Linked DNA regions of Sus scrofa: all the other regions are linked to region 1. Evidence: chromatin contacts called from public promoter capture Hi-C data. All regions are on one chromosome and are shown on one strand. Each heading gives the region's core, a stretch centred on a gene start, on an enhancer-like site or on the middle of the called end of the contact. The rest is flanking DNA. Distances are from core to core; before and after follow the strand shown.

Region 1 (3,159 bases), core at 430-2,929:
GGCAGTCTAAGGTGCCAACACCTGAAAATGTAGACCACCAGAGATCCTACTGACACTCCCTTTTTACATGAGGAGAAACTGAAGCTTGGAGAATGAAAGCATTTGGCCAAGATTGTTCAGTAAAGTGTGCAAAATCAAGACGAGCACACTGCAGAGTTCCTGTTGTGGCTCAGCAGTAATGAATTCAACTAATATCCATGAAGACGCAGGTTCGATCCCTGGCCTCGCTCAGTGGGTTGAGGATCCAGCGTTGCCATGAGCTGTGGCGTAGGTTGCAGACGCAGTTCGGATCTGGCGTTGCTGTGGTTGTGGCATAGGCTGGCAGCTGCAGCTCCAGGAAAACCCCTTGGCTGGGAATTCCCATAGGCCATGGGTGTGGCCCTAAAAAAAGAGAGAGACTAGCACACTGCCCATTTGACTCCAGTCCTGGGGGTTTCCCACCTTACACATACGGGTTCAGAGGTGCACAAGCACACACACGTATGCACTGCCACCCTCCATCTCACAGACATGGGACTCAACAGGTGGTCTTCTCCCACCCGCACCCCTTGGACTGTCTGCAGGGGATGTGTAGCTTCAGGAATGAAAGACAGCATCCACCTGAAGCCACTGATGCAGGTCCTCATCACATAGCTGCTCACCCCTCTTTTGACTGCTAACCCAGGTCCCATCAAACCTCACACATCTAGGATCACAGACTCTAGGGATTATACGGGGCCCCAGAGCACCTCTAGGGCATCGTTCTCTCATCCACAGCATTCTGTGCAGAGCCGAGAGCATGATTCTCTGAGTTTTGTTTGCCTGCTTGGCTTAATTTCCTCACTGCAGAAAGAAATGGTTGGAGTCAGCATCCTTTCCAGCTCAACATCCTAGGGTTCCATGACCTTAAGTGGGCAGAACCCCCCCATCATCTCCTACCCTGTTCAATACGACAACCATATATGACTATTTACATTAAGTGTAAAATTAAATCAAATGTCACATTAGCCACATTTCAAGTGCTGGATAGTCATATGCGGCTTGTGGACAGCATAGTTATAGCACATTGCCATCATCACAGAAGTTCCGCTAGGCAGAACTGGGGCCTTGTGGTTAAGGGGTTCTGAATAGGTCAGAGAGATAACATGAGGAAATAGGAAACAGGTGCAGTGAGAGCTCTCCTATGCGAGCTGGTGGCTGGTGAGGTCACCATTGGCACACCCACCCCAAAATGCTTCCCCAACGTCCCCTCTCCGTCGGAAAAGACTTTCCAGATGCAGCAGGGGCCGCTCCCACAGAACCTCTTCCAGGATTCTGGCGATTGGGGGCAGGAAGCTGGGGCACAGGTAGTCCAGCCCAAACTGACCTCTTGGGAGCAGCCAGTGGCCACACTCCAGGAAGGAGTAGGCGTGCAAGAAGAGCCTTCCCCAGGCCCTGCCCCAGGCTACCCAGGGGGAGCTGACCCAGAAGAGCTGGAAGGGGGGCGGCCACCTCCCCCGCTCAGAAGCCCGCGGGTGAGGCCAGGACTGCTGGGCAGCCCAGAGACCCAGGTGGGGGGGCGGGCCGCGCCGACCACGCCCCCCGACCACGCCCCCTACGTCACGGCCTCCCCGGGGGCGTCACCCCGCCCAACGCTCCAGGTAGCGGCGGCCGCGGCTGCCCTCTGTGGCGGGAGGCTCACCCCCGCGGCCCTCCGCCCGGGGCGGGGAGGGGGCGTTCCTGCGACCCGCCGCCCGTGATGTCACAATCGCGGCTGGCCCTGGCGTTCCCGGGTCGGCTTGGGGCGCCCGGCTGCAGGGCGGCGATTGAAGCGGGCCGCTGGCTCCCGAGTCATGGAGTTCCCCTGGCCCCTCCTCTACCACTCCCACTCCCGCGCTGGGCCCCCCCGCGGGGGCTAGCGTCCGCGCGGCGGCTCCGAGGGGGTGGGGCTGCAGGGAATGGCTGTGCCCCCTTCGGCTCCCCTGCCGTGCTCGCCCTTTTACCTGAGGAGGCAGGCGCCTTGCCCACAGTGCTCATGGGGCATGGAGGAGAAGGCGGCGGCCGGCGCGGGCTGCCGGGAGCCGCCGGGCCCCCGAGGGCCGCCGCCGTCCCGTGCTTTGGCATATCCGTGGACCACAACGACATCCTCCCCGGCGCCCTGCGCCTCATCCGGGAGCTGCGACCGCATTGGAAGCCCGAGCAAGTTCGGACCAAGGTAGCCGAGTGGGCGCGAGGCCCGGGATGGGGCCCCGCCGGGGCTGGTGTGGGGATGCATGGACCTCTGTCCCTGCATCCTTCCGGGTGTCCGTCCCAGGGGTGCGCGACTGCTGCTCAGGAGAGGGGTGAAATGGTGGTTTGTGTGTGTGTTTCTTTCTTTATCTATTTTGGTCCCTAAGCAAAGCTAGGCTCCTACCTTCCTCGGCCCTCCACACAGCTCTCTCCTCTTGGGGCTCTCAGGCACTCCGGAGGTCCACCTGCCCACTGTCAGCACATTGCGCGTGCGGGACCCACCCCCTGTCGCTGCGTGCTGGTGCCCCTCGCTGCCCAGAAGCGTGTTCCCAGCTGGCTCTGAAACCTGCGGAGGCAGGAACTTTTAAGGGCATCCCCCCAACACTCCGACACACATCGCTGCACCTTCTCCACCCTATGGTGGGAACCAAGCCTCCAGGCTCTGAGCTGCTTCTCCTGGTCCCAGGAGCCACCCTGTGAAATTCCGGGCTAGCCCCCAGCCCTGGCGCTTGGCGGTGGTAGAGGGGGTGGGGGGGTGGTTCTGGCTCAGCAACACCACTCCCCCGTTACAAGGCACCTCCCTGTTCTGCTGGGCACATTCTCAGGGACATAGACGTGAACAGAGCCTCCCCTTGAGGAGCCTCAGGCTGACTCCCTAGATGAACTGCCTCCTTTCTAAAGAGCCTTCATCTGCCCCATCCTCTCTAGGAGCTGCCTGTGGAGGAAGCAGCCGGGAATGGGCACCTGCAGCTTCTGCTGGAGTGGGAGGAGCTCCATGCTGGTGGGCCTTTCTGGGTGGGGAAAGGCAAGGGTCAGAACCAAGTGTGGAGGCTGACAGACCCTTCTTAGAGGAGGGGAGGGTGGGTAACGTTTCTAAATAAAAGACCGCTTTGGTATAAAACTGTCAGGGCATTAAGTAGGACTGACGTTAATTCCAGCACTGGCCTAACATGCTGTCTTCCAGTCCCTCCT
Region 2 (3,056 bases), core at 332-2,831, 220 kb before region 1:
CACAGGGGTGGGCAGGTGCCTTATCATCGCGATAAGTCTTGCAGGTGGTTCACAAGGCTGGGTGCCTGGGACAGGCAAAGAGTCTGACCCCTTGACCCTCCCACCCTCCCCAATTCCGGAACTGGAAGGGGATCCTCACCTAAGCTTCTCAGGTGCGGCTCTGCTTCACCATCAAATGCAGCTTTCTTTACTAGAAACACTTAGGATCTGAGAAAGGAGAAAAGAGTTGCATATTATGGGGTTTTGCTTCCCTTTGCATGTGGAGAACGGACTCAACTTAAACCTGGAGCCAGCACTCAGCTGTATATGCTGGCAGAGTGAATTTCCAGTGCTGGAGGTAGGATGATGTCATGGAAAGAGCTCTGGCCTGGATGTTGGGGAGGCAGATCCTTGCTCAGTGACCGGAACCTTCCCTTCCCTTCTTTGTGCTTCTGTTTCTCATGGTTCAAACAAGAGGCTTGGCCAATATGTTCTTTGTGGCATCTTCTGGCTTCACTATCTATCAGATGCATACACTTTACACCGTCTAGGTTGAGCACTGGAGATACCTGGGAAGGCTCACTAGTTGTTTCTTTTTCCAGAAAGTTCTCCCTACACACACACCCTGATGTTGCTGATGGTTATATTTATCAGGCCCCCAAATAAGGTCCAAAAGTACAGGACTATGGTTAGAGTTAAGGGCCATTTCTACGACAGTATCAGTCTTTCATTAAATATGAATCAGGTGCTCCAGGTAGATGCCGGGGCTAAAAAGATGAATAAAATAGCGCCCCTGAAGACGACAGGTAAGTAAACCAAGGATCGCATTACAGTGTGATAAACTCCCTTGTAGCGTTACTAATAAGGCTCCGTGACACATAGAGGATGGACATGTAAATTTACCTGGGGTGGAATCAGAGTGGCTTCCAGGAGGAGGTGACACGTAGGTGGATCCTGAAGGGATGAGTAGAAATTACCGAAGTGGAACAGGCATTAAATCCCTTAGAATGCTTACAATAAGTGTGCTCACGCAGCAGACACTAGCCAACTGCCATGCGACACATTGCTTCCTTCAAAGACAGGTGTCTCTCCTATTGTCTAACTATTCCCTTGGGTCTGACACAAGGGTTCAAACAGTGTGCATCTACTCGGAGCCCCAGTGGCAGGTCCTGGGTAAATTGAGAAAGCTGCCTGGAGTCCAACTTTGATACAGACCGGGGACTGCAGACCCATGGGCTCCAGCAATACCATTTTTCATATGCCTGTATTGAATGCCAGCAACCTGTATTCTATACACAAGACACATTTCCTCCTTTCTCTCTCTTTTTTCCTTTGCTCTTTCGTTTTCCGGTGTAAATTAGGGATCAGGGATATAAAAGATGCCGTCTTCTGAGTGTTTCTAAGGTCTCACCCTGATTCTTCTTAGTCATGGCCAACTTCTTGGAGGAAGCGCTCAGAAAGAAAGGTAAGGGCTGGTTTAACTAATTAGGCTGACATCTTAAGGGGCCCCTTGCTCCTTTCACCCGTGTCACCCTTCCCTGCATTTGACCTTTGTTCCTCTACTAACCTCCCGCCAAGTAGAACCAGGTTTGCTCACTTCCCCTTTTCCGGTCAGTGGGTGGACATGTCCCTCAGGTTCGTGCTTCCAAGCTCTTTCAGCCGAACTGGTTCCTCCGCGCCCATCGCCGGGACTTGGGGTTCCCGCCGGGCTGCGGCGAATTCTCCCGGCTGTGAATTACCCTCGGAGCGGCCGCTGGGCTCCGCCTTCTGCTCGCCCGACCGGCGGTCGAGCGCAGGCTTGGAGCTGGGAGCGCGGAGGCAACACCCTCGCTCGCACACGGCAACCTGCTCCCTTCGGGGAGGGATCCTCCGGCTCGCGCTCCCGCTCGCTCGGCCCCGCCGGCTGCCCGGCCGCGGGGAGCAGAGGGGACCGAGCCCTCGGCGCTGCCGGTGAGCAGTCCCGGCGAGAGGAGCGGCAGGATTACTCATGCGCTAATTGCCGGTCATTAAGTTAAGGAGACGTCCGGAGGGGAGCGCAGACTCCCGGAGGCAGGAGGTGTCTGGGGCCGGCTCCGCCTCGCACGCTGAGCTCGCTCGGCCCGGCCAGGGTTAAGTCTTCGGCTCCCTGCTGCCCGGCTGGCGGCCAGCTGCCTTCAGTGAGAGGCCAGAGTCCCTGCCAGGGAGCCGGGAGGCACGCCGCGGGCCAGGCTGGACCGCATCGGGCCCCTCCCCCATCACCGCCTCGAGGAGGAGCAGAAAGTGGGGGGGGGGGTGCGTGGTCGGCGCCCCCAGCCCGGCGCCCGGGTGGGCAGAGAGCCAGAGGGGCTGCGGGACACCGAGATGGCCGATGAGATTGACTGGCTGGACTTGCCCGGCCGGTGGACCTACGGAGTTGACCGCGGTGGGAGAGTCTTCTTCATCAAGTATGTGGATCTGTCTCATTCTCTCTCTCTCTTTTTTAAAAAAAGTTGTTCAACTTGAAAGGCAGCAGGGCTGGGGGCTGGCAGGAGAGGGTGGGGGGGGAGCGGTGGCAGGAACAGCAGGCATGACTAATAAGTTTATCACTGTGCCTGTTTGAATGTGTCTCCCGCCTTTTCCCCAGTAGGTCAAAGTCCAGCAGAGGCTCAGCATTCCCTGCCCCTGAGAAAGGCAGGGCAGGGCAGGTGCTGGCCTTCCCCTTTCTCCTGGTCACAGACGGACTGGGGGACCCTGAGGAGGAAGGCTAGACCTGGTGGCCAGCCTGCAGTTTTTTCCTTTCCGCTTCAGCCACTTGAAAGGGCCAGGCGTGAGTTCTTGCTTTCTTGTGCCCACCGCCCCTTTGCTACCCGAAGATGTGGAATAAATGACAACATACCAGGAGACTCTGCCTCTAACCACCCACCAGTTCCCTGAATTCCTTCACCCCAGGACTCAGGGTTCACCAGGTGGCAGCCCTTCTCCTTTCTTTATGGGGCTGTGGTCAAGGGGAAGAAGATGCTCATAGTACATTTGGCATTCTTGAGAGAGAAGGAGGCTTTGCAGCTCTCAGTAATATATTAGTGCTGTGATATTAATTTCATAAGCCAAAATGACTCTGG
Region 3 (3,016 bases), core at 241-2,740, 250 kb after region 1:
TTGTTAATAACTGTCCTGTTTTGGTACTCAATCATATTTCTACTGCCTCTGGGCTCTACACATTTAGAGTGAAAACTTGCGATAGGACTGCACAAAGATGTTTCTTATCTGCTATAGCAAAATCCAGTTCCAAGGCAGCTTTCTGTAAGTTCTCGGTTTTCCACCTCTCATACCTAATCACCAGGAGAGGGACCCTTGATTCTGGTGATTAAAAATTACAATGGCTATTTTTCCATTGTGTTGCCGCACTAAAATTTGTCAACAGCAACCACATTTCTTTGAGATAATTTAAACACTCTGCAGTGCCAAGTCAAATTCCAAGTACTAAAAATAACCCCAAAGGAAAAGAAGTTTCCACTGAATCCTCTGAACTTATCCCTCCCATCTTTCTTTTTTAGTGTCTTTTCAATACATAAGGGTGTGTCCCTCCATCCCCCTTCCCCACCCCTCACCCCCAGTACAAAACACACCATTTGGTTTAAAGCTGACTCAATTTTCTTCCAGTGTTTCATCCTAGTGGGAAGGGTTAAAGGTCCCAATGTTCTGGCCATGATCACTAAAAACAAAAGTAGCAATACCAGGATACCACTGTCACCTGAGCCAATAATTATTGGCTGTGCCTACAACTTTTTGAAATAAGTAATACTGGTCTTGCAAAGTAAAGACAACACAACTCTTTGCATGCTTGGACTTGGCATGGCTACACACAATTTTATCACATTAGAGCTTTCCCTGCACTCCTTCCCCTCAAATACCCTTCCAATCTCCAGTTTCATCTACTTTTAACTTTAGAACAGTGAACAGACAAGATAACACAAACAGCAAAATAAATTCACCCTTAACTTAAAAAGTAATTATGAAACAATTAACAATAAACAACTTACATTTTGCAAGTATCTGAAGATGAGGTTCTGCACCAGTGGTTAAGGAAAAATTTCATACATTCACAGACTCTACCCCCTGAAACTGGTCAATTCTACCCCCGCCTCACTTTTGTTTTCTGAACTCGAAGTCTGTGCCTATGCAACGAAAAGTGCCCAATTAGGCACACACTTAGAGCTCCCAGATATTGTAAACGACCCCTTCCACCCCATACTCTCCTGCAGTCTCTTCAGCACCAACATCTTCCTTTTGCCAGACGCCGCTAACTCCCGCCGTCACTCAGTACATAATTAAGATTGTCTTCCATCCGCACACCCCCACCATTTCTGTCTTTCCCACCGCAGGGGTCCGCCCAAGCCCACCTCCCACTCATCACCGACTCTTCAACTACCCGCGCTTTCTACCAGTCTCGAGCGCCCCGGAGGCTCATGGGATGAGGTGCTGCACTCCGCTCCCTCTGGCCTGCTCTTTCTGTTCCTTCGCCCCCCATTTCCTGGTCCGAACCTCCTAGTTTTCACATCCCGAGTAGGATACGATGGGCTGCACCATCACCTTCTGCACTTTCTGGCCCTGGCCACGGTACGCCATGGTGGAACCTCACAAAGGCCACACTACTTCGAAATGCAACTTCCGGAATAAGGAGCCGGAAGCGGAAATGCTCGGTGCTCGCGCGGTGACCTGGGCGGCTCCAGGGAAATACCTCTCTAGCCACACGGTTCCCGCTTATCTCTGTGCTCTATAGCATCCGGGGGAGGCCAAACTGAGTCGATGGCGTTTTGGAACATGGGTTGGTCCAACAGCGCCACCTGGAGTGTGGTGGAAGGAGGCGCAGAGCGGCTTCGGTTGCGCGTTGGCGGCTGCCGGGAGGGGCGGCTGATGAAGTGGCGCCACCGTGTCTTCATTTTCTGACTCTGCTTTAAGAGCCCAAACGTCCTGTTTGGCACCTTTGTCTGTGAAGTGAGTTAATTTAGTGCCTTTTTCTAAGGCCTATTTCCCTGGAAATTAGGCTTGATGGCACTGTTGTGGTGGACAGGGTAGGGCAGCAAGAAGCCCAAACTCAGAGCTCTCATATCTGACACTTTGAGCCACGATCTGAATTCAAAAGCCGGATGCTATGGGGAGTTCCCATTGTAATAAACCGGACTAGTATCCATGAGGACGCAGGTTTGATTCCTGGCCTTGCTCAGTGGGTTAAGGATCCCACGTTGTGGTGATCTGCTGTGTAGGCCCCAATTTTTTTTTTTTTTTTTTTTTTTTTTTTTGCTTTTTTAAGGCCGCGCCCGGGGCATATGGAAATTCCCAGACTAGGGGTGGACTCAAAGTCACAGCTGCCGGCCTACACCACAGCTGCTGGATCAGAGCCTCGTCTGTGACCTACACCACAGCTCCCGGTAACGCTGGATCCTTAACCCACTGAGTGAGGCCAGGGATCGAACCTGTGTCCTCATGGATACCAGTAGGATTTGTTTCCACTGAGCCATGAGGGGAACTCCCATGCAGCCACTTTTATTTATTTATTTATTTTTGCATCCACTTTTAATCTGACACAAAGACCCAAGTAAAAATTGGCAATGGATGTGAACAATCAGTATAGCAAAGGAAATGTAAATGATCTTCAAACAGATGAAAACATGTTCGACTTCACTTGTTATAAGAGAAATGGAAACTAAATTACAATAAATTGTTTTCCCTCATTGGATTGGCAAAGATCAAAAAGGGGTTGGTAATGTGGATTATTAAACTCTACTTCTAGGTATTTAATCCTACAGATGAACTTATACATGTGAGGTAATCATTACAGCACTGTTTAAAATACCAAGATGGCAAAAACAACCTAAATGTCTATCAACAGAAACCAGCTCAATTATGGCATGTTCACATAGTGTAATACTATGCAACTAGAATAAAAGTTGAAGAAGTTCATGGTGTCTTGATATGAAATGATATCCAATATACAGTAAGAGAAAAATCAAGCTATGATATCCCTGAGATTTACTTCAAAATAATTTAGAGGAGCCAGCAGAGCTGGATCTCAGGGCAAGTCTAAGGAGCAAAATCTAATGAGTCACACTCAAATATGCAAGTATAACCCCAAGAGTGAGGACTTCCTTAAATTATGCCAGGCACTTTGCTT

Evidence for each region. Promoter capture Hi-C pulls out the DNA fragments that hold promoters and counts their contacts.
Region 2: a contact with region 1 is called in a promoter capture Hi-C map of fetal liver, with 2.5 times the contacts expected there. The contact joins the promoter of PLEKHA6 here to the promoter of ETNK2 in region 1. A contact is called at or near these places in 3 of 5 promoter capture datasets (fetal liver, fetal skeletal muscle and liver) and 2 of 47 Hi-C or Micro-C datasets (embryonic fibroblasts and undifferentiated spermatogonia).
Region 3: a contact with region 1 is called in a promoter capture Hi-C map of liver, with 7 times the contacts expected there. The contact joins the promoter of SNRPE here to the promoter of ETNK2 in region 1. A contact is called at or near these places in 2 of 5 promoter capture datasets (fetal liver and liver) and 1 of 2 datasets of contacts at active chromatin or transcription factors (skeletal muscle).

Annotation. Positions count from the first base shown.
Region 1 is chr9:64,805,636-64,808,794 of Sscrofa11.1, reverse strand. It overlaps ETNK2 (ethanolamine kinase 2), which reads left to right and starts at 1,679. Exons shown (of 7, transcript XR_002335783.1): 1 at 1,679-2,173.
Region 2 is chr9:65,025,980-65,029,035 of Sscrofa11.1, reverse strand. PLEKHA6 (pleckstrin homology domain-containing family A member 6) reads left to right here and starts at 1,581. Exons shown (of 24, transcript XM_021063215.1): 1 at 1,581-2,402. The coding sequence starts at 2,320.
Region 3 is chr9:64,559,018-64,562,033 of Sscrofa11.1, reverse strand. SNRPE (small nuclear ribonucleoprotein polypeptide E) reads right to left here and starts at 1,490. Exons shown (of 5, transcript NM_001097465.1): 1 at 1,417-1,490; 2 at 885-911. The coding sequence starts at 1,470.